Linked DNA regions of Sus scrofa: region 1 is linked to region 2. A link is a contact called in public HiChIP or PLAC-seq data. All regions are on one chromosome and are shown on one strand. Each heading gives the region's core, a stretch centred on a gene start, on an enhancer-like site or on the middle of the called end of the contact. The rest is flanking DNA. Distances are from core to core; before and after follow the strand shown.

Region 1 (5,149 bases), core at 1,559-4,058, 130 kb after region 2:
GTGTCGCTCTTGCAAGCTAGGAAGAAGGGGTCAAAATGAGCATATAGCCACGCTTGGGTATACACTTGTATATACGCCAGAATCTATACCACGGTTTAGAACCCCCAGATCAAAACTGATGTCACTGTCAGTAGATGATTTCTTATAAATCAGACACGCATTAAGAAGAAGGTATACCAAGAAAAATTGGGTGTTCCCGTCGTGGCTCTGTGGTTAACGAACCCGACTAGTGTCGATGGGGACAGGGGTATGATCCCTGGCTTCACTCAGTGGGTTAGGGATTCGGCGTTGCCATGAGCTGTGTAGCTCAGATCCCGAGATGCTGTGGCTGTGGCCAGCAGCTACAGCTCCGATTCGACCCCTAGCCTGGGAACCTCCATGTGCCAAAGGTACGGCTCTAAAAAAAAAGACCAAAAAAAAAAATTGGAGACAGAGGTCAGTGGTGTATCATAAGCTGGAAGAGCCAAGACAGCAGAAGAATAAATGCGTCTCCTTGCCCTTCCACCATAAGGAACAAGGGTGGAATGGCAGTCGAGATTGTTGGTAACAATTTGGAAACCGACCAGGAAAAGTGAGCAAGCCCTCTGGGAAAGCCTCTTGGTTTCCCTGAGCAGGAGGGCTACGGAAAAGGTAGCAACAAATCCAGGCCAGACAAGGGAGGGTGGATGCACATGATGGCAGGCGCAGCAACTCTACGCAGAGGAAGAATTGGGTGGCAGCCTCTGTCTGTGAGTCTCAGCACCCAGGATACCACTTTCTGTCTAATCTGTGGTAATCCTGAGTCCCTGCCCAGGCTCCAGGCCTGCCCTGGGCAGCAGCCCTGTCCTCAGATTATCTCAGTTTTTCCCAGATGCTAAGTTTTTCTTGCCGCTGCCCTTCTTAGATGAGTCTGGCTTCACTCTCCTAAATTCCTTTCAGACCACAACCTGGATTTGGCGGAGAAGGACTTCACAGTGAACACCGTGGCCGGGGCCATGAAGAGCTTTTTCTCAGAACTACCAGACCCCCTGGTCCCATACAACATGCAGATGGATCTGGTGGAGGCACACAGTGAGTACCAGCAGACCTCCGCTGGCTCCGCGCTGGCGAGTGGCAGGAGGGGGCAGCGCCGTGGTGATGCCCTGCCCTCACAGAGCTGGCATTCTGACTCTTGGAACTGAGATTTGAAGGAGGTAAGGAGAGGGCACCAGCACCGTAACATCCAAGGGCTGACAGATTAAGCCCCCTGCCTTTGTAGACCAGAGGTGCTTCTCTGCGGGTTCTTTCAAAAAGGTTGCAGATGACCCCAAAATTCCATGAGTTAAGCGGCTAGTTTTGGTGCCAGACCCGGGGCAAATCTCCTTTGCTTGTTCCCAGTGTAAGCATGGCCAGCGTAACCTTCTTTGACCCTAGTTTCCGATGTTACCATCCCTTCTCCTGTTACCGAATGAGATGAGAGGTCTGGAGGCAGGGTTGTCTAACAGACGGTTAAATGGCAGGGCTTACTTTCCCTTCTTCTCACCCACCCATCTGCTCCCATCTCTCACAGAAGGCATTTAACATGTGGCCTGGGGTCAGATAGCCTCTGAGGAAGCCATCTCCTTGAGGGAAGGGGGCAGCTCCAGTGGCCCTGGCCAGATCACTTGAGGCTGCAGCAAGTTGGCACCTCTGGTTGGGGAGTGTTGTCTGGGGGGGTTTTTTGGCCACATTCTTGGTATGTAGAAGTTCACAGGCCAGGGATCGAACCCACGCCACAGCAGCACCCCTAGCTGCTGCAGTGACAACACCAGATCCTTAACCTGCTGTACCACAAAGGGAACTCCCAGCACCTCTGGTTTTAGAGGTCACCTTTCATGCCATCCCGCCTGCCCTGACAGCTCTTTCTGCCCCAGTCTCCCCTCTCTCCATAGGCCTTTGTCCACATGTGGGAACCTTCCCACTGGGCAGCCTTTCTCAGACCTTGCATAGTGCTGCAGAGAGGGCCTGACCTCTCAGAGCTTTACTCAGGGTGGCACTTTCTAGCTTTTTTAGCCCAAGGCAGCCTCCCTACTTTGTACCTCTGATGGATTAAGACCCCAGAAGCCACCACTGCTGTGCAGCTTCAGAAGGGGATGTCCTTGCTAGTGGCCAAGGGGGTGGGGAAGTGGAAATGGAGTGTGTCCCCTCAGATCCCAGGACACTAGTTTTATCTTGCTACCACCCACCTCAAAAGAGGAAGATTTAAGCATGTATGATTTACTTAAAAGGCTGATGGCGTGAGCGGAAATTTAGAGGAGGTCACAAATTCACAGTCTTTTAAGTCCTGGGTTATATACATTCTCAGCGGCTTTGGGAAATTGAGATGCTGACAGAAGCACAACCCTGAACTGTGGAGCCAGGGCTTGCAGGGCCCCTAGAGTAACCACTCTGGGGTCTGCATTTCCCTGGTATTTGTTTCCACAATCTGGGTGCCGCCTTCACCATATTTTATACACAACAGTCTTAGCTGATTGAAATCATTCACAGCTTCTGAGCTTATCCAAGCCCATGGGGATGGGGCAGAAGCACACAGTTCCCTGGCACTGTCATAGGGTTCCCTGGCCTTCCTTCCCATCTCCCTTCCCAGGGCAGGAGTCTGGATTTCTCCCAGATGAGCTGGAAGCAGGGACAAGGTGCCAGCTTCTGCTCTGATCCTGCCATCCAAAAATAAACGTCCTCTCAGCAATCACTTCTCCTGCAGGCTCCAGCCTGGCTCAGATGGGAAATGTAGGAATCTCCATCCTGAGCCTTTCCACCTAAGCTAAGCTTGTTAGGAAGAGAAGGTATGGGCCAGAAGCCTGAAGATTCCTGAGAGCATTTGTCTTGACTTGGCGCCATCTAGAGGCTAGCAGAGTCCTGGCACCCAGTAGAATCCCATTGTTTCTGCGGGAATTGCTGACATAGCATCTTTTTGTTTTTGGAGGGTTGTGGAAGGCAGGAGAGGAAGATGTTATTGATGGGGCATCAGCTGCCCTTCCTATAGTAGCTTCCGCTGACTTCCACTCATTAGGAAGGGAGCTTCTTGCTGCTACTGGAGCCTGGAAAGGGTGGAGATTTTCCGCTTCCGCTTCCTATTGTGTGTTTCCTGTGCCCAAAACTAGTCAGCTGGAGCTCTGTGGTCTTGAACCTGATCGAGAGGAGTGTATCTCACCAACACGGCACCTGTCACAGCCAGAGCAGTTGAGTGAAGAGTGGGGCTGTATGTGTCAGAGGGTGGGTTTATCTGAGCCAGGCAATGCCAGAGTTAGTGTTAAGGGACATTATGGAACAAAGATTTTCATGCCTAAAAGTAGCTATTCCCAGCCTGGCTGGGTTTCCATAGCAACATCAACTTGACCAGCTCTTTCCACTTAATACATAGGAGCTGTTGTGTCTGCGTGTGTTCAGGGCTTGGAAATGGTGTCAAATCCTATCACAACAAATATCAAGGTCACTGTCAAATTGTTTTGTTAGCCTCTGGAATTTCATAATATTGAACACTGCTGAAATTGTGCCTACAAACAGAGATTTTTGTTTTTTGTGGTTTTTTTTTTTTTGTTTTGTTTTGTTTTGTTTTGTTTTCTTTGTCTTTTTGCCATTTCTTGGGCCGCTCCTGCGGCATATGGAGGTTCCCAGGCTAGGGGTCAAATCGGAGCTGTAGCCACTGGCCTACGCCAGAGCCACAGCAACGCGGGATCCGAGCCGCGTCTGCAACCTACACCACAGCTCACGGCAACGCCGGATCGTTAACCCACTGAGCAAGGGCAGGGACCGAACCCGCAACCTCATGGTTCCTAGTCGGATTCGTTAACCACTGCGCCACGACGGGAACTCCAAACAGAGATTTTTGTGATTATTCACCAGTTATCTTCCTACCACAATCAAGGTGATATGTAAGAGATTCAGAAATGAATAGGAGGGGGTTCCTGTCGTGGCTCAGTGATTAACAAATCCGACTAGGAACCATGAGATTGCAGGTTCGATCCCTGGCCTCACTCAGTGGGTTAAGGATCCGGTGTTGCTGTGAGCTGTGGTGTAGGTCTCAGACACGTCTTGGATCCCACGTTGCTGTGGCTGTGGTGTTGGCTGGTAGCTGTAGATCCGATTCGACCCCTAGCCTGGGAACCTCTTTATGCCACGGATATGGCCCTAAAAAGACAAGAGACAAAAAAAAAAGAAAATAGGAGCAGCCAGATCCTGTACCACTAGGGAGCGGCCGGGTGGGCACGACCTTTCTATGTGGAGACATTGTTCCTGCCCTCTCTTCCCAGGGTACACGTTGAAGTCAGCTGCCAGGCAGCATGAGGCAAGCTGAGCTAGAAGTGCAGAAAATGCAGTGAGGAGGGAGTACCTGAGCTTGACTCAGATAGGACCGGGATTTCAGGAGACAGAGAAAGCGGCTTTGAATTCCCCATTCCATCACATCCTCGCGTTTCACCCCAGCCTTCAAGAAATAGTGTCATTGGAGTTCCTGTCATGGCGCAACGGAAATGAATCTGACTAGAAACCATAAGGTTGTGGGTTTGATCACTGGCCTCGCTCAGTGGGTTAAGGATCCGGCGTTGCCGTGAGCTGTGGTGTGGATCACAGACACGTCTCGGATCCCGCGTTGCTGTGGCTGTGATGTAGGCCGGCAGCTATAGCTCTTATTAGATCCCTAGCCTGGGAACCTCCATGTGCCACGGGTGAGGCCCTAAAAAAAAAAGGCAAGAAAAAAGAAATAGTGTCATTTATTTTTGCCCCACATCTTTTCCCTTTGCTCTCATGACCAACCTCACAATCCCACCATCACCTCTCTGGAATCCCTCTGGTCCAGCCAGTCAGTCTGCACACACCCTGTCCTGTGTTTTTTGTGCCAGAAGCGGCCCTAGATCTGACTCTGTCTCAGTCCAGGGGCTCGGAGCCTAAGGACTTTTGGCCTCAGGGCCTCATTAGCCCCCCTTATTGCTTATCAATTCTGTGTGTTCATTTTAGTCTATGGAGAAGACCAGTATCTTTTATCAGATTGTCAAAAGGAATGTATGATCCCAGATGATTCAGGATGCCAGCTTATCATCTTGCCCTTTCTATCTGCAGATGAGACAACCTAGGGCTAGAGATTAATAAATGACTGACTTGCAAGGTCTCCAGGCACACCAGTCTTGCTGCTTCTTGGGCTCTTGTTCGTGTACTG
Region 2 (4,960 bases), core at 442-2,941:
GTTCTTAGTAATATTATAATTGATTATCATTTGACTTTGAGAAGACCATGGCCCAAGTTTCATCCTGCTAGGAAGCCTGCCTTTGGGCCCCGTTCTGTTTGAGATGGGCACTCTTGTGCCCATTTGATAGATGAAGAAACTGAGGCTCAGAGAAAGGACGTCTCACAGCCAGAAAGCAGAGCTGGGAATCCAAGGGCTTTGCTTTGAACCCACTTCCCCTGACGTGTGTGTGGCAGCCTCCACCCTCTCATAGAGTCCATTCTCTTCCCTAAGCCTCATTCTCCACACACCATTCCTCCTTCCCCAACCAATCAAGCTGGATGGGAACAGGATATTATGGTCTCCTTTCAAGAACACTGTCTGCTGAGCCAGGGAAAACCACTTCCTAGCAAGGCAGGGGTCCTGGGAGACAGGGAGAGGGCACGGGGTGGAGGTGGGGGTACCCACACCAGGCAGCCACTGCCTGGGGCAGAGCCAGAGAAATATGGGGCACACTGAGGGCAGAGATAAAAGCAAGCCTGAAAAGCTGAGGGAGAGCTCTGCCTCTGACCCCCCCCCCAGTTCCCTCATGCACCTCTTCCTGTTTCTCCTCCCAATTAGAGTCTCCCCACTTCAGGGAATCCACCCTCAGAAGCCCTTTCCCTCCTGCACCCTCAACCCTCGGATGTCCCCGCTCTATGTCCCCCAACCTACTGTCTCCAAGCCCTTACCCTAGAGCTGTCCCCTTTCGACTTCCTCTTTCTCGGTTTCAATGCCCTCTGTCAGGTCTCCCCATCTCTGGGGAGGGGTACCAAATCCAGTGGCTTGTCCTTGCCCCCAAAGCCTCATCCCCATCTCTCGCACTCCTGTGCCTATTACCTACCCTCCGTGACCTCTTCCACTGCTCCCCACACATCTCTAGTATCCACTCCCTACGCCAAGCCTTCTCCCTTTTCTAGCACGCTTTCCCTAACTCTAAAGCCCCATTCCCTACAGTTGCCTACTTCCCGTTTCCAGTGTCCAGTCTCTTCCTCTTGAAATTCTGTCTCCTTCATCAGCAGTATCCCGCCCAGTTCCAACACCCCCTCTCCGTCTGCAGTGTCAGCTTCCTGCCTCTAGAGACCCCCGTCTCTCCCAGCCGAAGGTCTTCCATCCTTCTCCAACTATCCGGTCACACTCCCAGAGAGCTCTCTTCTTGGGATGCCCCCTCGCCACCTCCAATTCCTTCTCCCCACCTCGGAGATCCTTCTTCGTGAGTTGCCTGCCAGTTTCAAAACCCTTCAGCCACCTCCAATGTCCCCTCCCGCACAGACCCCTCCTCTTGTCATCCGGTCTCCAAAGCCCCCTAGCCTTGAGAGCCCCGTTACACTCTGGCGTCCAGAACCGCCGCCCAGTCCCCTTCCCCGGCCTTTGGTCGGCCCCAATCTCGAGAGCCCCCGCCTGGCCCAGACCATTGCACCGCGGCCGGGGGGGCTTGTCAGTATCCCACCGCGCCTCGAGTACCTGCACATGGACCCACCCTCTGCCCATCCCCAGTATGGGCGCGCCCCCGTTACCATGGCGACCCCCGTCCGACCCCAGCTTCTGGGAGGCCCCGGTCCCACGGCTTCTGGGAGGCTCGGGCTTTGGCGGCTGTTGGGGCACCCGGGGCTAGAGCGGACTTCCGGCAGAAGAACTCGCCCGCCCTCTCTCGCGCACAGCCGGCTGGGAATTGTAGTCCGAAGAAATGGGGTCGTTCGTCTGAGCGGCACGCCAGAGAAATGGGCCTGTCCCGCGTCCCAGCATGCTACGCGACTATCCTTTTCCTCGCGCAAGGTTCGGTCTCCAAATGCATTCTGGGAGCCGTGGGTGAATGTCTCCTGGCAGGACTACAATTCCCGAAATGCTGGACAGCCAGCAAGGCAAGGGTTGCACTCTAGGAAATGTAGTTCGGACAGCCTTCCTTCTCCCTCCCACCGCCCCCCCAACAAGGCAAGAAGGACGTACTGGGAATAGCTGTTTTAGCAGAACACTGTAAATTAATTGTATTTTAATAACAAACAAATAAATTAAAAATCAATCAATAAGAAACTACGTTGGGGGAGCATGGTCACCCAGTACTTTGTTTAGAATATGTTAAGCGACTTATGTGGGACAGTGGCTTAAGCGCATGAATTTGGAAGCCAGAACTGTATGCAAATCGTGCCTTTATTTCCTAGCTGTGTGACTCTGGGCCAGCAACTTCACCTCTTAACTCAACTTCTTTAACTGTAAAAGACGGTTGATCAAGGGGTCACCTCAGTAGAGTTGTTTTAAAGCATCCGTAAGTTTCCAAAGTACTTAGCCCAGTGCTGGACATATAGTATGTGTTATGTGTTTGTTTGTTTGTTAGGGCCACACCCTCCGTGTGTGGAAGTTTCCAGGCTAAGGGTTGAATAGTAGCTGCAGCTGCTGCCTGTGTCAGAGCCACAGCAACATAGGATCTCAGTCACATCTGCAACCTATACCACAGCTCACAGCCACTCCAGATCCTTAACCCACTGAGAAAGGCCAGGGACTGAACCCACATCCTCATGGATACTAGTCAGGTTCCTTACCACTGAGCCACAATGGGAATTGCCTTCCCCCATTTCTTTGATCGCTGACCTCTTTTCTTCCTTTGGCTTAAACATCACCTCCGCAGTCCTATATGGGGGAACCCAACATACGAAGTTCCCCTCTTCGACCCCCCACATTCTCTAGGTCAGCAGTTAGATTTCTTTAAAGCCTTTTTACAGCTGTTAATGATTTTATTTGGGGTGTGTGTCTCTGTGTGTGTGTTGCCTCCGTTGAGGGCAGGGAACCTGTTAACAATCTACATCCCCTAGAACATGGTGGCACATAGTAAGCATTCAGTAAAGGGATGGATACTGAGGGGAGACTTGCTCTAAGAAAGCAAGGTAAATTAGGAGTTCCGTCGTGGTTCAGAGGTAACAAACCCAACTAGTATCCATGAGGACGCAGGTTTGATCCCTAGCCTCGTTCAGTGGATTAAGGATCCTGCCATGAGCTGTGGTGTAGGTGGCAGACGAGGCTCGGATCTGGTGTTGCTGTGGCTGTGGTGTAGGCCAGAAGCTGCAGCTCTGATTCAACCCCTAGCCTGGGATCCTCCATATGCCGCGGGTGCGGCCCTAGAAAATACAAAAAAAAAAAAAAAAAAGGATATCAGCTGGGGAGTTCCCTTGTGGCCTAGTGATTGAGGACCTGGTTGCTGCTGTGGCTCAGGTTGGATCCCTCATGCCTTGGGTGCAGCCCCCCCTCCCAAAAAAAAAAAAAAGAAAAAGAAAGAAAAAAAAGAGAAAGATGTCAGCTGGGAATGCAGTCATTTGAAGGCTCAATTGGGGCTGAAGGATCTGACTCCCAGGTGGCTCACTCGTAGGGTGTGTTGATTAATGCTGGCTGTTGGCAGGACTCTGTTCCTCACCAGGTGGCCCTCTCCCCAAGGACACAGAGTGTCCTCATGCGGCAGCTATTTTCCCCCAGAGTGAATGACCCATGAAAGGGCAGGGCAGAAGCTGCCTGCAATGTCTTTTATGACCTGGCCAAAGTCACACCCTGTCATTTCCACAATATCTTATCAGTACACAGAACTGCCCTGTCCAAGGTGGGAGGGGACTTGAACACCAGGTGAGAACAGCAGCGGTCCCTCTCGGAGGCCTGGCTACCACAACTGCTTATAGCAGAGACACCTGGCCCAGCTGAAGAGTTGGGGACAGAGTTAGACTGAGTGTCCCAGCAGGAAAATAGACTTTGTCTCTGCTCTTAAGAGTCACATGGCTTGGGAGTTCCCACTGTGGCTCAGTGGGTTAAGAACCTGACTAGTATCCATGAAGATGCGGGTTTGATCCCTGGCCTCCCTCAGTGGGTTAAAGGATCCAGTGTTGCCTTGAGCTGGTGTAGGTCGCAGATGCAGCTTGGATCCCATGTTGCTGTGGCTGTGGTATAGGTCGGCAGCTGCAGCTCTGATTCAATCTCTAGCCCTGGAACTTCCAGATATCACAGGTGCAGCCCTAAATAGAAAAAGGAGTCTCATGGCCCAGATGGTTTGGAGTCTGAGGTGTTATTCCACAACTTGAGACAGAAAAGACCAGTCCCAGCACTTCCAATTAAAAAAAGATGGACAGGGAGTTCCCTGGTGGTCTAGCAGTTAGAATTCGGCACTTTCACTGCTGCAGTGGCCTGGTTCAGTTCCTGGTCTGGGAAGTGAAATCCCACATCAAAGCTGCTGCATGCAGTGGTGGGAAAAAAAAAAAAAAACGAAAAAACGAGAGAGATGGACAATATCAAGTGTATTTGGGAAAACGTGGAGCAGCTGAAATTCTTTTTTTTTTTTTTTTTGTCTTTTTGTCTCTTTTAGGGCCGCACCTGTGGCACATGGAGATTCCCAGGCTAGGGGTCGAATCAGAGCTGTAGCTGTCAGCCTACACCACAGCCACAGCAATGCCAGATCCAAGCCGAGTCTGTGACCTAAACCACAGCCCACAGCATTGCCGGATCTTTTTTTTTTTTTTTTTTTTTTTTGTCTTTTTGCCATTTCTTGGGCCACTCCCTTAGCATATGGAGGTTCCCAGGCTAGGGGTCCAATCGGAGCTGTAGCCACCGGCCTACGCCAGAGCCACAGCAACGCGGGATCCAAGCCGTGTCTGCAACCTACACCACAGCTCACAGCAACGCCGGATCGTTAACCCACTGAACAAGGGCAGGGATTGAACCCGCCACCTCATGGTTCCTAGTGGGATTCATTAACCACTGCGCCACAATGGGAACTCCTGCCGGATCCTTTAACCCACTGAGCAAGGCCAGGGACTGAACCCACATCCTCATGGATGTTGGTTGGGTTCATTAACTGCTGAGCCACGATGGGAAGGCTTTTTTTTTTCTTCTATCTTTCTTTCTTTTTCTTTTCCAGAGCCGCACCCACGGCATATGGGTCTAATCAGAGCTGTAGCCGCCAGCCTACCAC

The links. HiChIP or PLAC-seq counts read pairs in DNA pulled down with a chosen protein or histone mark.
Region 1: a contact with region 2 is called in an H3K27ac HiChIP or PLAC-seq map of skeletal muscle. The contact joins the enhancer-like site here to the promoter of AP2S1 in region 2. A contact is called at or near these places in 4 of 5 promoter capture datasets (fetal liver, fetal skeletal muscle and liver), 22 of 47 Hi-C or Micro-C datasets (adipose tissue, alveolar macrophages, blood and 12 more) and 2 of 2 datasets of contacts at active chromatin or transcription factors (alveolar macrophages and skeletal muscle).

The regions. Positions count from the first base shown.
Region 1 is chr6:52,828,098-52,833,246 of Sscrofa11.1, forward strand. ARHGAP35 (rho GTPase-activating protein 35) reads left to right here. Exons shown (of 7, transcript XM_021094622.1): 5 at 919-1,050. Among named protein-coding and RNA genes, the nearest start is that of NPAS1, 27 kb to the right of the region's middle. Within about 2 kb of position 2,809, at least 8 of the 83 cell types and tissues checked have an H3K27ac peak or open chromatin away from gene starts, as enhancers often do. A contact at or near this core is called in adipose tissue, alveolar macrophages, retroperitoneal adipose tissue and 1 more, where this site is marked.
Region 2 is chr6:52,701,507-52,706,466 of Sscrofa11.1, forward strand. AP2S1 (adaptor related protein complex 2 sigma 1 subunit) reads right to left here and starts at 1,692. Exons shown (of 4, transcript NM_001244453.1): 1 at 1,536-1,692. The coding sequence starts at 1,538.